2 separate regions of the Dromaius novaehollandiae genome follow, and region 1 is linked to region 2. The links are chromatin contacts, called in public Hi-C maps. All regions are on one chromosome and are shown on one strand. Each heading gives the region's core, a stretch centred on a gene start, on an enhancer-like site or on the middle of the called end of the contact. The rest is flanking DNA. Distances are from core to core; before and after follow the strand shown.

What was found. Hi-C and Micro-C count contacts between places; a contact is called where the count stands out from the background.
Region 1: a contact with region 2 is called in a Hi-C map of brain, with 6 times the contacts expected there. The contact joins the promoter of MTMR2 here to the promoter of CCDC82 in region 2. A contact is called at or near these places in 2 of 4 Hi-C or Micro-C datasets (brain and liver).

What each region holds. Positions count from the first base shown.
Region 1 is chr1:206,614,232-206,617,556 of bDroNov1.hap1, forward strand. MTMR2 (myotubularin related protein 2) reads left to right here and starts at 1,640. Exons shown (of 15, transcript XM_064505108.1): 1 at 1,640-1,877. The coding sequence starts at 1,795.
Region 2 is chr1:206,352,527-206,355,851 of bDroNov1.hap1, forward strand. CCDC82 (coiled-coil domain containing 82) reads left to right here and starts at 1,895. Exons shown (of 9, transcript XM_064505111.1): 1 at 1,895-2,042; 2 at 2,234-2,786. The coding sequence starts at 2,032.

The DNA.
Region 1 (3,325 bases), core at 390-2,889, 260 kb after region 2:
CAAACACAGGCAGAGGCGGAAAACAGAAGAAAATGGAGGGGGGGGGGAGATAATCTCTCCTTTCCAGAAAAAAAAATGGAACTTCTGAAAGGTTTCTTGCCCCAAGCTAGGGGAGCCCCCCCCCCCCAACATATCCAAAAAAACTGCAGCTAGAACAAAATTAGCACAGGTCTATCAATCTTTTCATTTTGATATTGTCAAAGCATTTTGTTTTGAGTTTTAACACTGTAATAAGACAGTAGCAATTAGCCTTTGTTTTTACACAAAATCTCACTTCTAACCATAAAACAGGGTTCATTTTAGAAAAGGCTACACAAACTTAATTCTTTAGGCTGAAAAAAAAGAGACTAGACAAACTTATTTGCCAGCATATGAACATTTTCAGAACACTGAGAAAATAAAAAAGTTAAAAAGATCATTTTGACAAAGCTGTGTTTTCAAGTTTAAATCAGCTTCACAAAAACCCGAAATCAGGCTTGCTCCGTAGCAGCCAGTAGAGCGACAGAGGAAATTTCACAGCAAATTAATGTCGTCTCAGGCACGGCTGCTGCAACCTCACCCCAGCCCCCTGCTTGCGTGCACTCGCTTGTGCAAGCTTAAAGGATGGAAACCGCCGGGGAATTACACCCCAACGAAAGGAACAAAACGTGAGGTAGGGACAGAGCAACATCAACTAATTCAGTCTTTAGAGCGCAGACAGGGATAGCATTTAAATCAGTGACCATTTTACAGCGACAAAATACTCAGGTAGATTAAATTTTAGAACACGATTGGCTTATGTTGGTTTGAGCTGGTGTTTTGGACAGGAACGTCCCTTCGGACGGATGCTCGCGGCATCAGGAGTCCTCTTTCTTCTGTCAACAAGTAGGACTGACCAGCCGCCCTCACTGGGAACCTGCTCACACCTTCCCAGCGCTTTGGTTTCTGCCTGCTAGGATTTTTAATCAATTTTGTCATTTTGGTTGCGCGTTTGGAAGACACTTGCACTCTGGGTAAGGGCAGAGCAGGCTGCAGCTCTTGGGCAGTAATGCTAAGAACTGGCTCACCAAAACGCTCCAGGGAACTCAATGCAAAACTGCTCTTCACACAGAACTATCTACCTTTTCGTAGCAACCTTTAGCTATGCAGCACCCTGGGCGGAAAACACGGTGACATATGTACACCTCTGTGTGTGTGCACGCAGATCAGCTCGGCCTCCCTGCAGAGCCGGGCCGCTCACACTGCCATGCCCGTGACTCCTGCGCACCTGGTGCAGGGACGAGCTCGCAGGGATTTATTTTTAGCAGGTATGGGCAATTACAAATTTCAGGAGCACAACTGCTTTTTATTACACGTACAGACTTAGCGCACCAGGGGACCTGAGCTGTGCCTCTAGTATGCCCATGGAATAGAAAACACACGATCATTTTATATCTGAGAAGGAAAAACCTCCCGCTTTCAGGAAGGACATTCGCGGCCGGACGCACCGGGGAGGGGCAGCCCCCGGGGTGGCGGCGTGTCGCACTGCGGCCCTCTCCCCCGCGACGACGGGGGGTCGCCCCGCGGCCCCGATGTCCTCCCGGCTGGGCACCAGCGGCGCGGCCGGGGCTGCGGGAGGGCCCAGCGCGGCTCCTCCTCCCTCCTCCGGCCCCCTCGTGCCGGGAGCGCGGCGGGGAGGGGCGCCGAGAAGCCAGGCGCAGCCGCCGCCCGCCCCCGCCCGCGCGGCACGCCGGGCCGACATGGCCGCTTCCTGTGCCGCCGCGCGGCCGCCGCGGCGCTGACAGCCGCCGTCCGCGGGCCGCCGCGCCGCCCGCCATGGAGGAGAGCTCCAGCTGCGAGAGCCTGGGCGCCGGGCGGGCGGCGGCGGCGCGGCCGCCCAGCGGCGACTCCCTCTCCAGGTAACGGCGCGCCGCGCCACGGCCGCCGCCTCCCGCCACCCCCCCCCCCCGACCCCTGCGGGGGGGTCGTGATTCAACGTGGGGGAGGAACAAGCCGCCGGGAGGACGGAGCCGGCGCCGCTTGCCGCGGGCGGGCGGGAGGGAGGGAGGGGGCGCCCGGCGGCGGGGGGTGCTGCGGGGCCGGGGCTGCGCCGGTTTGGGTTTCCAAGCACTGGGGCAGAGAAGAAGATGCCCTCCCGCCGCCAGCACGCAGATAAATGCTAAGTGACCCAGCGAGGCTGCGGTTCCCCGGCGCGCGTGGTGGTTTAGCAAAGACACAATAAAAGTAAGCAGCTGCTGGAGGCCCAGAAGGGCGCTAAGAAGGTCGCTCAGTACCTGCGGTGCCAGGTCCCCTGAGGCACATTTGCCGTCAGCCAGCCTACACGCTCGTGTCTGAGCTAGGCCTTGTTCTGTGTTTTTCGGTAACAAAGTTCCTGGTGCACGCTGACCGTTCGGTTTTGTCCTCCCAGCTTTCCGGAGGCATGACTTTGCAGTCTTAATGGCTTTTATTTTAATGCTGTGTGGGCAATTTCCAAGCTCTTTAAACCACAGAAACTGAAAAGAGACTTCCCTTTCCTTTCACTCACCGCAATTATCCGTGAGGTTTGAAATTTGTGACCAAAAGTGCCTCCTGTTTGGTCTGTGAGTTAATAGTGTAGGGGGGCCATGTATGGTAGCGGGGAAGGATGGACGTCGGCTGATGGAAGAGGAACGGTGGTGGGTGAATCCTGGATTTTGTGGTAAGCCCTGGGAGGGAGAAGGACCTAGCGTGTCAAGTTTGTTCAGTCCAGTCCTTGCGGCACTCTCCCTGGTGAAGTCTCAGGATTGCAGGATCGTCAGGAAGGAAGGGGCCTTAGGATCCCTCTGTCCAACCTCCTGCTCAGCTGTGATATCAGACTAGGCTGCTTAGGGCTTGATCCAATCAGGTCTTGAAAACCTCCCGGGACAGAGGGTGCATAACCTCTCTGGGCATCTTGTGCCAGTTCTTGGTGATCCTTGTGGGGAAGGAGTTTGTTATATCCAGTCTGAACCTCTTGTGTTTCAACTTGTGCCTCTTATCTCTCATCCTCACACCATGCGCTGCTGTGAAGAGCCTGGCTCCATCTCCTCAGTGACCACCTCGTAGGTGCTGGTAGGCTGCTGTCAGGTGCCCCGGAAGCCATCTCTGCTCCAGGCTGGACCAGATCCCCCAGCCTCTCCTCGCAGGAAGTGCTCCAGCCCCAATGATCTTGGTGGCTCTCCACTGAACTCCTGCCAGTTTGTCAATGCCTTTCTTGTACCGGTGTCAGAGTCCAGTACTCTCTAACCAGGTTCTTTTAGGTATTCCACACATACAGAGAGTGCAGTGTTTAATATAAAAGTTTATTCTGAAGATATTTGATGTTACACGGGATTTTTATTTAGCAGAG
Region 2 (3,325 bases), core at 645-3,144:
TTTATGAGACAGAGGAGTTTGTGTAATTTGTAGGAGAATTTAATAGTGCAGCTTTGAGGAAAACTGGCCTGTTTGGAAAACCTGTGACACCTGACTGGAAGTTTGCTCCTAAAATCTGAGGGCACAACATGACCCCACGGTGCTGACTGACCTAGAATTGAGACTATATACTTACCTGAAATATTATCAGAAAAATCAAGATCTTTCAGCATTTTGAATAAGAAAACCTGCTTAGCTGTCCTTCACAAGTCATCATTCTTATCTGAAATTCCTCATACCATTTAAGTAAAAAAATCAAAATTTGTATATGTGTGCTTTAGAAAGCCATATACCACGCACTCGCGGTAGTTACGCTTTTCCCAGGTAGTGTGTACCACAAGTTTTGCTTCATGGCTTTTATCACTAGGTGGCGACATTAGAAGCGAGAATCGTGATGAAGGACAGGGAGCGAGTAGTACCCGGGGGAATGTCAACTTCCACGATTTGAGGAAACACTAAATCCTGGATAAATTCTGTTCCATTTATTTATTTGAGAATTCACTTATTGACTTTAAATTTATAGCAATTAACAGAAATGACAGCCCAGGACTACAAGCACCTTAGTACAATATAATCCTTGAAGTATAACCATTTACTATTTGCAATATAACCATTTCAGGGGGAATTCAACCCAGCATCTACATAAACACCCGTCCACGCCTCTTTAGCAATATGAGCACTATGTGAAATCCACACCAGCACAGGGCTGGCCACACGCCGGGCCAGCAGGTCCCTCCAGGCCTCCTAGTTCCACCCAGCCTCCAGCGACTGCCGCTGTGCAGCCAGGGCGTCCGAGGGGTTCCCGCTGCGAGGGGCGCGAGGGTGCACGGCGCAGGCGCCCGCCGAAGCCTGGAGCTGGCAGATCCCTCCAAAGCGCACAGGCAGCACCGCAACGCCTGCTCTGGGCCTGCCACAGCCGGGCAGGCCCAGAGCCGCTCCGTAACCAAGGCTGTAACCATCTTCCCTGCAGCCCGTGCTCGTGCCCCCTGTAATTTGGGGGTTGGAAGTAATAAATTTGTTGGATTTGTTCCCGAGATAACAGAGGAGATCACTGGCAACTCTGAAAAACCACTTTCGAGTAGCAGAAGTGCCAGATCTGGCTGATCTTTGGTGACCTGCAGCTGTAGCAGGCAGCTGTTGGCTCTTGGTGGGCTCTTCGGGGCGGCCAAGTACCTCACGAGTGCGCAAATTTGCCTCGGTGATACATCTAAGCCAGGCTAAAATGTGATCACATATGAATGATCCTGTTCTAAGGCTACGTGGGACATGCTAGACGTGGCCTATCGCTTGGATCTACGGGAAACTGAGGCACAGCAGGACAAGGAGGTGCGCTGTGGGAAGGCCGGCTGTGGCGGAGGCAGGACTCGAACCGATGACCTAAGGATCTCGAGCGCCGCGCGCAGACTACAATGCCCGCAGGGCCTGGGCGCACCACGTGACACCACCCGACCGCAGCGCGCGAGCACTTCCGTAAACACGCGCGCGAGGCTGAGTGACAGAGAAATGTAGCCAATCGTGGCCCGCGGGGCGCGTGGGGGCGGTGGCTTCTCCTCCGGCGGCTCGGGCGCGGGACGGCGGGAGCCGTTAACGGCCAAAGTAACGGCTGCTGCGCGAGCTCCTGCGAGGGGGGATGGGGCGGAGGCGGGGGGCGGCTTCGTGGCGGCCATGGCTGCGGTAGCGGCTGGCAGCGGGGCAAGGGGACGGGCCTGCTGGCCTGGACCCTGGCCCGCTCTGGAGAGCCGGGAGCAGGCCGCGCCCGGCCGGCCGTGACAGCTGGCGCAGCTCACCTCAGGGCCCATCCGCCGCATCGGGCCCTGCGGCGGGGCAGGCAGGCGGGGGTAGGCCCGGTGAGCCTGTGCGGGGTGGGCTCTGTGCGGCTCTCTGCCTTGGTGTAAGCTTACAGTGTTGGAGGGGGTGATGGGGTCTTTAGTTGCACTTCAGCTGTGACTTTTCTAGTTCATTCGGGCTGGGGGTGAGCACTCCTGCTTTTATATGTGTTTTGGGTAAGTGTGTGCTCTCCTGAAATTGTGTGTGCTCAGTTTTTCTTGGTGTTAATTTCTGCATGTATCTGTTAGTATTGTTAACCCATAGGTGTATGTAATATAAGATGCATGCTATTGCACTTTTTTGGAATGGCATGATAAAAATAGATACCTTGGTTTACTGGTGTGTGTATTTTGGTTTATTGTCACAGTTTTCCAATGGAAATAAAAGCAGCTGTCAGAAGATACGAAACAAGGAAGAAGACAGGAGGAACAGAAGTGGCATCCAAATCCCGAGTTGATTGGAGACGCACTAAAAGGGAGATCATCTTGCTTGACAGCGATGAAGAATCCTCATTTACCTCTGACGATGAAGGATCTGCCACATCAGAAGAGGAAGTAGATGAAAAAGATGAAACTCTTGTGAAGAATAGCCTTTCAGATCATGAAGAGAAAAGCCATAATGGGGCAATAACAGAGGATGCCGAGGATGAGCACGTCACGCCTGGAAAGCGTAAAAGGTCAAGCACTTCTGTACTGTATGACAGTGATGAAAGTGAGGACAGTGATATCCTTGTTAGAAAAGTTTTTGCTAAACGCCATTGTATAATGGACGAAGATGAGAGTTCTCAAGAACAGCAACCTGATAAAACCTGCCTTGCAGAAAATATTCCTACTAATAGGAAACAGCAAGTGTTAGCCAGATTGAAAGAACTTTCAAGACAAAGAGCTACTCGGACATCCTGTAATAGTGAATGTTTTGAGGTCTGCATTTTATCTTTGAAATTCATTTGGTGAAAGTACTGAATGTGGGGGAAGAACTAATAGTTAATAGTTATCAGTCAGTGGGTTTTTTATTTTGTATTGGTTTTTATTCCTGACAAATTAGTAATTCCATCATATTTTAGCAATTTTCTTAACATGATAAAAATGCTCTCTGCTGACACTATTAACTTGAGTTTAACTTTCGTCGCTGGGGTTTTAAGAATTTTCTTGTATTTGCTCTTTCAGGCATTCAGATGATTAAGCAGCTTAGGATGCAGGTATCTGTCTTCCTACATAGTCAGAAAGGAAAAGCATCTTTAACATAACTTCTTCCTTTTTCTGTAAAGAAGAGACATTTGAAAGGATTATCAAATGATATTTATCAAGAAGCAAGATACCTGTTGAAGTAACTTAGAGATCTCAAGGTAGCTTAATTCCTACAGATAGACTGAAGGTACATGGAGATGAGTGATTTAAATCTGAAAGTAACCTTCACGTAGTACAGAATTATGTAATTTTGGAACTATATTATTTCTTGT